Linked DNA regions of Macaca fascicularis: region 2 is linked to region 1. A link is a contact called in public Hi-C data. All regions are on one chromosome and are shown on one strand. The core of a region is the stretch at or near the end of the contact, and the rest is flanking DNA. Distances in the headings are between cores, read along the strand shown.

Region 1 (4,576 bases), core at 1,843-4,342:
TAGCTGGGACTACAGGCATGTGCCACCATGCCCAGCTAATTTTGTATTTCTAGTAGAGATGGGGTTTCACCGTGTTGGCCAGGCTGGTCTCAAACTCCTGACTCGAGGTGATCCACCTGCCTCAGCCTCCCAAAGTGCTGGGATTACAGGCGTGAGACGCCACAACTGGCCCAACATTGATCTTCTTATATCCTCTATGGGTCATGAATCTGTGAGCTGCTTAGCTGGGTGGTTCTGTCCCACAGTTTCTCATGGGATTGCTGTCAAGATGGCTTCCGGCTTGCTTAGTGCTGGGAGATCTGTTTCCAAGGTACCTCACCCAAACGGCTGGCTCTCCACAGGCGCCTGAGTGATTCAGGACATGGTGACTGACTTCCCTTCATGCAGATGATTCAAGAGAATAAGGCAGAAACTACAATGTCTTCTTACGACCTCACAAATCATGCATCATCACTTTTGCCACATTGTATTTGTTAGAAATAAATCAGTAAACCCTATCCACATTAAAGAAGAGGGGACTAAGTCTCCACCTGTTGCAGGGAGAAGTGTTAAGGAATTTTTGAACACGTTTTAATATGACCACACCATCCACTGATTTTGTTTTTTGTTTTTTCGGTTTTTTTTAGACGGAGTCTCACTCTGTCGCCAGGCTGGAGTGCAGTGGCGCGATGTCGGCTCACTGCAACCTCCGCCTTCCAGGTTCAAGCGATTATCCTGCCTCAGACTCCCAAGTAGCTGGGCCTACAGGTGCGTGCCATCCTGCCCAGCTAATTTTTGTATTTTTAGTACAGACGGGGTTTCACCATGTTGGCAGGACGGTCTCTGTATCTTGACCTCGTGATCCACTGACGTTGGTCTCCCAAAGTGCTGGGATTACAGGTGTGAGCCACTGCGCCCGGCCCCATCCACTGATTTTTTAAAATTTCAGGATTATATTTTTTATTTCTAGAAGTTCTACTTGGTTACTTCTCCCCAGTTCCTCTATGACATTTTTTATAGTTTCTTTTTCATTAGTTAGATATTACCATATAGTAAACTACTTAAAAACTTAGTGACTTAAAACAGGAACCATTTATTTAGCTCACAATTAATGTGGGTTAGTAATTTGGACTGGGATCATCTGAGAGTCTTCGGTTCTCTGCAGGACTTCATCATGTGTGTGCTCAGCTGTATGCTGCCTAGGAGGCTTTGCTTTTAGGGTTTTGCTAGCTGTTGACTGGGTGTTTTCGCTCTCCTCCATTTGCCTTATCTTCCACATGTCTCTCCCTTATCGTCAGCAGGGTAGCCTGAACTTATTGTCCTGAAGAAAGCAGGCATAGAAGAGAGAGCAAACACATACAAAGCCCCTTGGGGCCTTGGCTTGGTATTGGCAGGCCACTTCTGCATTCTACTAGCTAAAACAAGCTGTTCTATGAGGCAAAGTCAACTTAGATTAAAGAGGAGGTGAAACTGATCCTACCTCTTTGTGGGAGGAGCTGCAAAGTCACACCGCAAAGGACATGGATACGGGAAAAGTTGGAGAATTTGGGGCCATTTTTGGCATCAATCTAACACAAACATATGTAGCCTTTTATATAGTCTTGGTCTGAAAATGCTAGTGTCTGATGCCTTTGCAGGTCAGATGTTTTAGCTGCTTTTTACCTGCTAATTGAATTTTCATTTGTGTCTGGTTATCTTTTGCTGTATGCTGGACATTTTATATAAAAAAATGTGTATAGTAACCATTTGAGTTCTATAATAGTGCTTCCTGCTAAAGAGGGAGTAATTCTAGTTTTCATTTCCTTAATTCATTTTTTCCTCTCCATTTTTAGTAATGATTCATGTTCCATAGGTGATTGCCTATAACATAAACAACACGGGAAAGTAGAATTTCCCCAGGGAAGATGTCTGGCTTCATATAGTTCCCTTCACTAATTGGTAGAGGGATCCTGACTCATGCCAAGAATCAGTTCCTTCACTTACAGAAGCAAGTCAGGTTCTCTATCATTGGCCCAAACTAGGGTTTGCGCCTTCCTTTCTACTATTGCCTTAAATGGTATTACACTGAGCAAAACTGAGCAATTCCCCGTTCTGCAACAGCATGCTCTGTTTTCCTGCCTTAATACAATTCTCTCTACTTGGAATGCCCATTTACTCTTAACTTCATCTTTTCCTATGGAAATATCTCAAGACCCAGCCCAAATACTCCCTTCTCAAGAAGCCTTCCCAACTGGATGCAATTTTTTCCCTCTTCTGAATCCTCTTAGTATTTGGTACTTTTTAATGGACTTTTCGGTCTTGAGGTTACTTGTGTATTCATTTTAATCCCATTCAATTGTAGAGACCCTACAAGTTACATTACCAGACTACATATCTGCTTATTCATTTCAAAAATGTGGATGGTAATAGAACATCTTTTACAGGGCTGTTGTGAGGATTAAGTTAGCTAACATATGAAACGCTATTTCTAAGGAATAGTAGTGGAGTGCTCAGATCAATGTTAGCTGTTACTACCATCCCTTAGAAATACTGTGATTTTGATGGAACAGTTTTCACCAAGGTGAAAGCAGAATCCTAACAAATCCTTTTAAAAATTCTGGGCTGGGGCCGGTCGGGGTGGCTCACGCCTGTAATCCGAGCACTTTGGAAGGCCGGGGCGGGCGGATCACAAGGTCAAGAAATCGAGACCATCCTGGCCAACATGGTGAAACTCCGTCTCTACTAAAAATATGACCAACATGGCGAAACCCCGTCTCTACTAAAAATACAAAAATTAGCCGGGCGTGGTAGCATGCACCTGTAATTCCAGCTACTCAGGAGGCTGAGGCTGGAGACTTGCTTGAACCCGGGAGGCGGAGGTTGCAGTGAGCCGAGATCATGCCACTGCGCTCCAGCCCGGACGACAGAGCTAGACTCTGTCTCAAAATAGATAAATAAATAAATAATAAATTAAGTAATTTAATTAAATTAAAGTCTACTATCTGAGGTAACAGACGAAAAAGCCTACGGAAGGGCAACAACGGCGGCGCCTGCGCAGAGCCGAGGCGAAGGTGGCAGGGAAGGAGCGGGCTTGCCCAGAGTCGCGGAGGGCGGCTCGGCGCATGTGCGGGGTGGGTGGGGCTGCGCGGGGCGGAGCCTGTGGCCCTGGTGCGGCTCTGGGTCCGTCCTGTCGCGTCCCAGTTGTCACTCTCTCGGGTTGTTACTCTGTAGTTTCCCGGCTCGCGAAAGGGAGGACCTGTCTGGGTCATGGATTTTGAGAATCTTTTCTCAAAACCCCCCAACCCGGCCCTCGGCAAAACGGCCACGGACTCTGACGAAAGGTGATCCCCCATCTTTTCATCCTTTGAATGCAGGGGCTCAGCGGGACTCCGCCTCTTAGTTTCTTCAGGATTGGAGGCCGTCCGGAACCACGTCCGGGCCGCGTCGGGAGAGCCCGTGGGGAGCACGTGGGCCGGCCGGACGCCACCGTCTGACCTATAGAGGTCGTGCAGGGTCCGGGTGGGAGCAGAAGCTGAACACGGGGCTCAGGCGTAGGCCGCCACGGCCGGGGCTGCCGAGAGCCTGGGCGGGGGAGCGGGGTGGAAGCGAGAAGGCTCCGGGATGCGCCCCTTTCTCTGCACAGCAGCGGGTTAGGAGCCCGCTTCTGTGGTCCGGTAGCGTCTGTCTTTACTATTGCTTGGTTCCACGAGACCGTAAACTCCCAGAGGACACTGATTGGACCTTTTTCACTGACACATGCTAGGCTCTTTTCTGTAGAAAGGACGAAATCACAAGTTTATTAAAAGGTAAAGAATAGGGAATACTCTGCCATTAGTCCACCGATTGACATGGAAAGACCCTAAAGACCACAATAAAGCAACAGACATCATTTGGACTTAAAATTTCCATTAGGTTGGAAAAGCAAAGGAGACTTTTGGTCAAATGGCCCTAATTTGTAGATTTCATTTTTGGAGCAGTGCATAGTGCTTACACCCAGATAGATGTTCATTCTTTTTATTCTTTGAATTTGAAATGCTAAAAAGTATCTTTGTTCTTAAACCTACGTCTTTTATTTCCCTCAACTGAGATATATTTCCAATTATGGTTGATTTTACCTCTCGATATTGCTCAGCTGTTCACTCTATCTCAAATTTTAACTGATCATCCAGAGCTTTACCTCGTGCTTTACATGAAATCATTTAATCCTCAAAACAAACTTGAAGATGATGCTGTCTTTGTTTTACAAATGGGAAAATGAGGCACGGAGAGGCTAAATAACCTGCCGAGATTGCACAGTGGAAGTGGAAAAACTATGTCCAGGACCCATGATTTTATCACCAAGCTTCTCATGCAAAATGACTAAAATAAAATAAGGCCTATAAATATTGGAAAGAGACAAAGACTCTAATTACTTGCAGATGATATAATTTACTAAGAAAAATAACTGGAACTAATTGATACGTTGTAAAATACATAAGAATTCATCACCAAAAAAAAAAAGATAACAACATGTAAAAATCCCAACAGCAGCTATCAGTTTGAAAGTGTATTGGACGAAAATTCCATTCCCAAAAACTTGACTGCAATACATAAAAGACACTTGGAATTTTGCCAAAAT
Region 2 (4,758 bases), core at 691-3,190, 280 kb before region 1:
CTATATGGGGCAAGAAGTGATGATGTTCTGGATTCTGGATGCATGGCAAAGGCCTGTGTGGTGGTGGGGTGGGGCTGAGGATGACTCCTAAGTCTTTACCCTGAACAATCAGAAGGATGAAGGGCATGTTGTGGAGAAAAGAGATGAACTGAGATGAGCCCCTCTTACCTCCACAGTTGTAGGTGAACGTGGTGGCTGCACCTTCTCAGCGCACTGCAGGAAGCGGTGCATATGCTCCGCACAGTTGCCCACAGCTGCCTCGTTCTGTCGAAGACACTCCTCGAAGGCCTCAAAAGGCTGAGCACAGGCCTGGCGGATCTGGCGGATGATTGGGCTGTGGGGGTAGGGCAGTTCAGCCTCTGGGAGATTCCCACCCCACTGCCCACCCCCCACACTGTCTCATACTTGCCGACACTCACTGGGAGGATGTGCATTGGGCAATGCTCATCTTAAGGTAGTGACAGTCCCGCTGCCAGGATTCCGGCTTGGCCGCCACACACTGGCCATACTGCTCCAACTCCCGGCCACAGTAGCGAGCGGTGACCTCCAGAGCTGCCTGCCTGTGGGACAGGATGGGCTGAGGATCATTCCAGGCAGCAGGGAAGCAAGGGAATCTTTATTTTATTTTATTTTTTAGAGACAGGGTCTCACTGTGGCCCAGGCTGGAGTGCAGTGGCATGATCATAGCTCACTGTAGCCACCAACTCCTGGATTCAAGTGATCTTCCTGCCTCAACCTCCTAAGTAGCTGGGACCACAGGCATGAGCCACCATGCCCAGCTAATTTTTTATGTTTTGTAGAAACAGGGTCTTGCTATGTTGCCCAGGCTGGTATTGAACCCCTCAGCTCAAGTGATCCTCCCGCTTAGACCTCCCAAAGTGCTAGGATTACAGGCATGAGCTATGGTGCTTGGCAAAGAAAGGGAGTTCTGGTCTGGATCTGAAGTAGGACTAGGCGTTCAGGGCAGATGTGGGAGTCTGAAGGATCCTGAGATGGGGCCAAAGAAGTGTAGAGGTGAGGCCTAGCCCTGGGGCTTGTAAAGCAGAAGGGGAGCTTCTGGGGAGAGAGTGGAGGTTCTAAAACAAGGTCTGATTAATCTAAGGTAGGCCTTCTGGGTCCTAGAAGACAGGCCTTGAAATCCAGGCATCCCCCAGTAGGCCTGAGGATCATGCAGAGAAGACTTACGGACTTAGAAGTAAGATCTAGAATTCCAGGGAGAGAGCTTGAAAGCCCTAAATGGGTTTGGGGATTCTAAAAGTGAGGTTTAGAGGTCCAGGAGGTGAGGTCTCAGGTCCTGGGGAAGAGTGTCTTAGCCAAAGAGTCTTCAAGATGAAACCTGAGGCCGTGGTGCGGGACTCAAGTCCCAGGGGCATGAGGTCTGGAAGCCCTGCATGAGGTTGGTGCTCTGGGAATCCCGGGCAAGGTCAGAGTGGTCTAGGAACAAGTCTATGGACCCTATAGGTGAGGACTGGGGTCCTGGGCAGATGTGGAAGGTTCAATAGGTAAAGTTTGGTGATCGAGGGGGAGGAATCTGGAGCTCTGAGGACGGGTGTAGGAGTCCTAGAGGTCCCTAAATATGTCTGTAGTCTTAGGATTTCGGTGTGAACGGCCGGACCAGGGGTACTGGGGGCAGAGCTTGGGTGAATAGTGACTGGACCGAAGTCCTAAGCTGCTGCGAGAGGGGGCGGGGCCTAAACGCTTAGAGGGCGGGGCTTGGGCATGCGGAGGGTTGTAACTCGTGAGGGAAGGCGCTGAATCCTGAGGGTCAGATCTCCAAGAAGGAGGGAGGCTGGTCCTAATTCCGGAGGTCCTAGACTAGGTCTAGATCACTGGGTAAGAGAAGGGGAGCGGCCGCACGTATACGGTAGGCGCTCTCACTACTCACATCTCGAGACTTTTGCCGGCGTAGGTCTGTCCGGGGGGAACGACCCGCCTTTTCCGGTATCGGTTGTCATGGCGGCGCCCAGCCCAGCCTGTTTTTTTCCGGTAGCCAATTGAACTAACAACCGGTTCCCTTTAGGACTAATCTGTCATGGCGGCGCCCCACCTCTTCTTCCGGTCCCGACTCGTCATGGCGACGCCCTGAGTAGCCACTTCCGCCCTCTTCTGGCTAGATCTATCCCTATTTCCGGCTTGCCATGGCAGCGCCCGGGGTTCAACGGAAGTAAGCGATGGAAAGTACGGTGGTGCCTCCGCTCCAAAGAGAATGCGCCGCTGAGCTGCGCCGCACCTCACGGGATTGAGCCGCAGACACAAGCGCTCCAAATCTCCGACTGGAGCTGGTGGGAAGCGGCTGCTGTTGCTGCGGCGTCTCAACATGTTGTTCCCAGTTTGGTTGGGTGCTATGGCGGTAGGCTGTTGGACTCAGGGATAGGGGGCCTGATTCCTAACGCCACGCTGCCACCATCGGCCTGGCGCAGAAGCTGATAGTCCTCCTGGCACCCTGGTTCATGCGAGCGCTTGGAACAGAAGGGAAGAGGGAGTCAAACCAAGAGCCGAACTAATTCGGCTTGGGCCTCGTATTTACTCAGCCTGGGTGACCCAGGCGTTCCTCCGTCCCTTAGTGTAGGCCAGGACAGACATGGTGTTTAATCCCGACTCCGTGAGACTATCAAGCCAGTTACTTCCTCTCTTTGTAATTAATTCCTCCTAGTGTAGTAACATTTCCCCCTTCCTTCTCATCTGTCTTAAAAGTGTGAGGTTAGACATGGGCGTGAGTTTCCCAACTTAAAAGACTGGATATCCCCTGGTCAGAGAACTGAGCATCAGTCCTGCCATTTAGTTTGCAGATCTTTCAAGACTCTAGTCAAAATGAGCAGAACACTTTGCAGTTAATCATAGAGTTGAAGATGAACGAGAAGATGAACGAGAGCTACTTGACTGTGAACTAGTAACGACCACTTGGAGTCTCAGTGTGTCTGTAAAATGATGATGATGACAGTGACCTCATAGAGGACACAGTGCAAGTGAACAGTTTGATACTGAGCTTGGAGCCTCAGGTGTTCTGGATAAGTGAGAGCTCTACGGGAGGCTGTAACCATGAGCTACCCTGGTTGGCAGTTGACATCCGAGGACCAGCACTGGTCATCTGAATCTGCCATAGGCACAGAAAGCTTTACACCTTGAGATCCCTCCATTCTTTTTAAACTTCCAAGTGTATGTTTGGTGGGAGAAGAGGGGAGGGGATCAACATTTAAAGGCTCTGGAAGGAGTCAGATAACTGTTTTTGGCTTCAAATGTAGACTGAATCCCTGGATTTTCCTCTACTGGGAGAACGAAATCTTAATCCACCCCGTTCCCTTGTTTGTACTCAGAAACGAATACCCCAAAGATGCATTTTGACATGCTGAAAGGCCTTAGAAGCTACCTCAGAAGATCTGTCTAACCTTTCTTGTTGGTGTGGGGGGGTGGGGATGCCCACAGGTACACAGGGAGGGAGTTTCTGAAATTTTCTTATCTGACCACGAAAGCAAAAAAGAAGTTCAATTGTCTTAAACCCGGTTTCTAGGGATCTCGTTAAAGAACTAGGAAAAATCAACCACCTGTTAACAGAAAAACCAAACTGAAATGTCTTAAAGAGGTTTGTTTTGAGCCAATATGAGTGACCATGGCCTGGGAAACACAGGTCCTGAGAAAGTGTGCCTGAGACAGTAGAATTACAGTTTGGTTTTGTACATTTTAGGTGGATGGCAGTTACAAAGACATAAATCAGTACATAGAAGGTAAAGATTGTGTTCAGCTGGGTGCAGTGGCTCATGCCTGTAATTCCAGCACTTTGGGAGGTCGAGGTGGGCGGATCACTGGAAGTCAGGAGTTGGAGACCAGCCAGGAGTAGAGACATGGCGAAACCCTGTCTCTACAAAAAATACAAAAAATTAGCCAGGCATGGTTGGCAGGTGCCTGTAGTCCCAGCTACTCAGGAGGCTGAGGCACGAGAATTGCTGCGGAGGTTGTAGTGAGCCGAGATCACACCACTGCACTCCAGCCTGGATGACAGAGCATGACTCTGTCTCAAATTTAAAAAACTACAGTATTTTTATAATACATTTCGTAGTACCACTTATAACCACTTGGGTGCGTGGGTTGCCCATTAAATAAAACAGTTTACAGTTGACCCTTGAACAAGATGGATTTAAAGTGTACTGATGCACTTATACTCGGATTTTCTTCTGCCTCTGTCACTCTGAGACAGCAAGACCAACCCCCCTTCCTCCTCCTCAGCTACTCAATGTGAAGAGGACAAGGGTGGACGCCTTTATGATGATCCACTTCCACTTAATGAATAGTATATTTTCTCTTCCTTACAATTTCCTTAATAACACTTTCTCTCTAGTTTACTATTGCAAGAATACAGTATATAATGCATATATCATACAAAATATGTGTTAATCTACTGTTTATGTCATCAGTAAGACTTCAGATCAACAGCAGGCTGTTAGTAGTTAAGTTTTGGGGGAGTCAAAAGTTATATGTGGATTTTCTACTGCATTATTTAAGGGTCAACTGTAGATTCAAGAACTACCTAGGAGTGTAGAGTTGACTGATAGCACTGGGACTGATGATAACATCATAACCTGAAGAGGTGTCAACAATGGTAATGGACCCCCAGCAACCCTGGAGTGGGGATGTCTAAAGATGGATGTCATCCACCAGGCAGGAGTTGGTGCTGCCAATGTGTCATGTATTGCAGCCTCTTTTATTGTTACTTGTTTATTTTTTGAGACGGCATCTCGCTCTGTCACCCAGGCTGGAGTACAG

What was found. A called contact is a pair of places that touch in the nucleus more often than the background predicts.
Region 2: a Hi-C map of liver shows a contact between it and region 1, with 2.8 times the contacts expected there. The contact joins the promoter of CHCHD5 here to the promoter of ZC3H8 in region 1. A contact is called at or near these places in 2 of 2 Hi-C or Micro-C datasets (liver and skeletal muscle).

Annotation. Positions count from the first base shown.
Region 1 is chr13:19,304,106-19,308,681 of T2T-MFA8v1.1, reverse strand. ZC3H8 (zinc finger CCCH-type containing 8) reads left to right here and starts at 3,092. Exons shown (of 9, transcript XR_006691593.3): 1 at 3,092-3,299.
Region 2 is chr13:19,578,772-19,583,529 of T2T-MFA8v1.1, reverse strand. It overlaps CHCHD5 (coiled-coil-helix-coiled-coil-helix domain containing 5), which reads right to left and starts at 1,940. Exons shown (of 4, transcript XM_005575273.4): 1 at 1,886-1,940; 2 at 420-560; 3 at 169-334. The coding sequence starts at 1,887.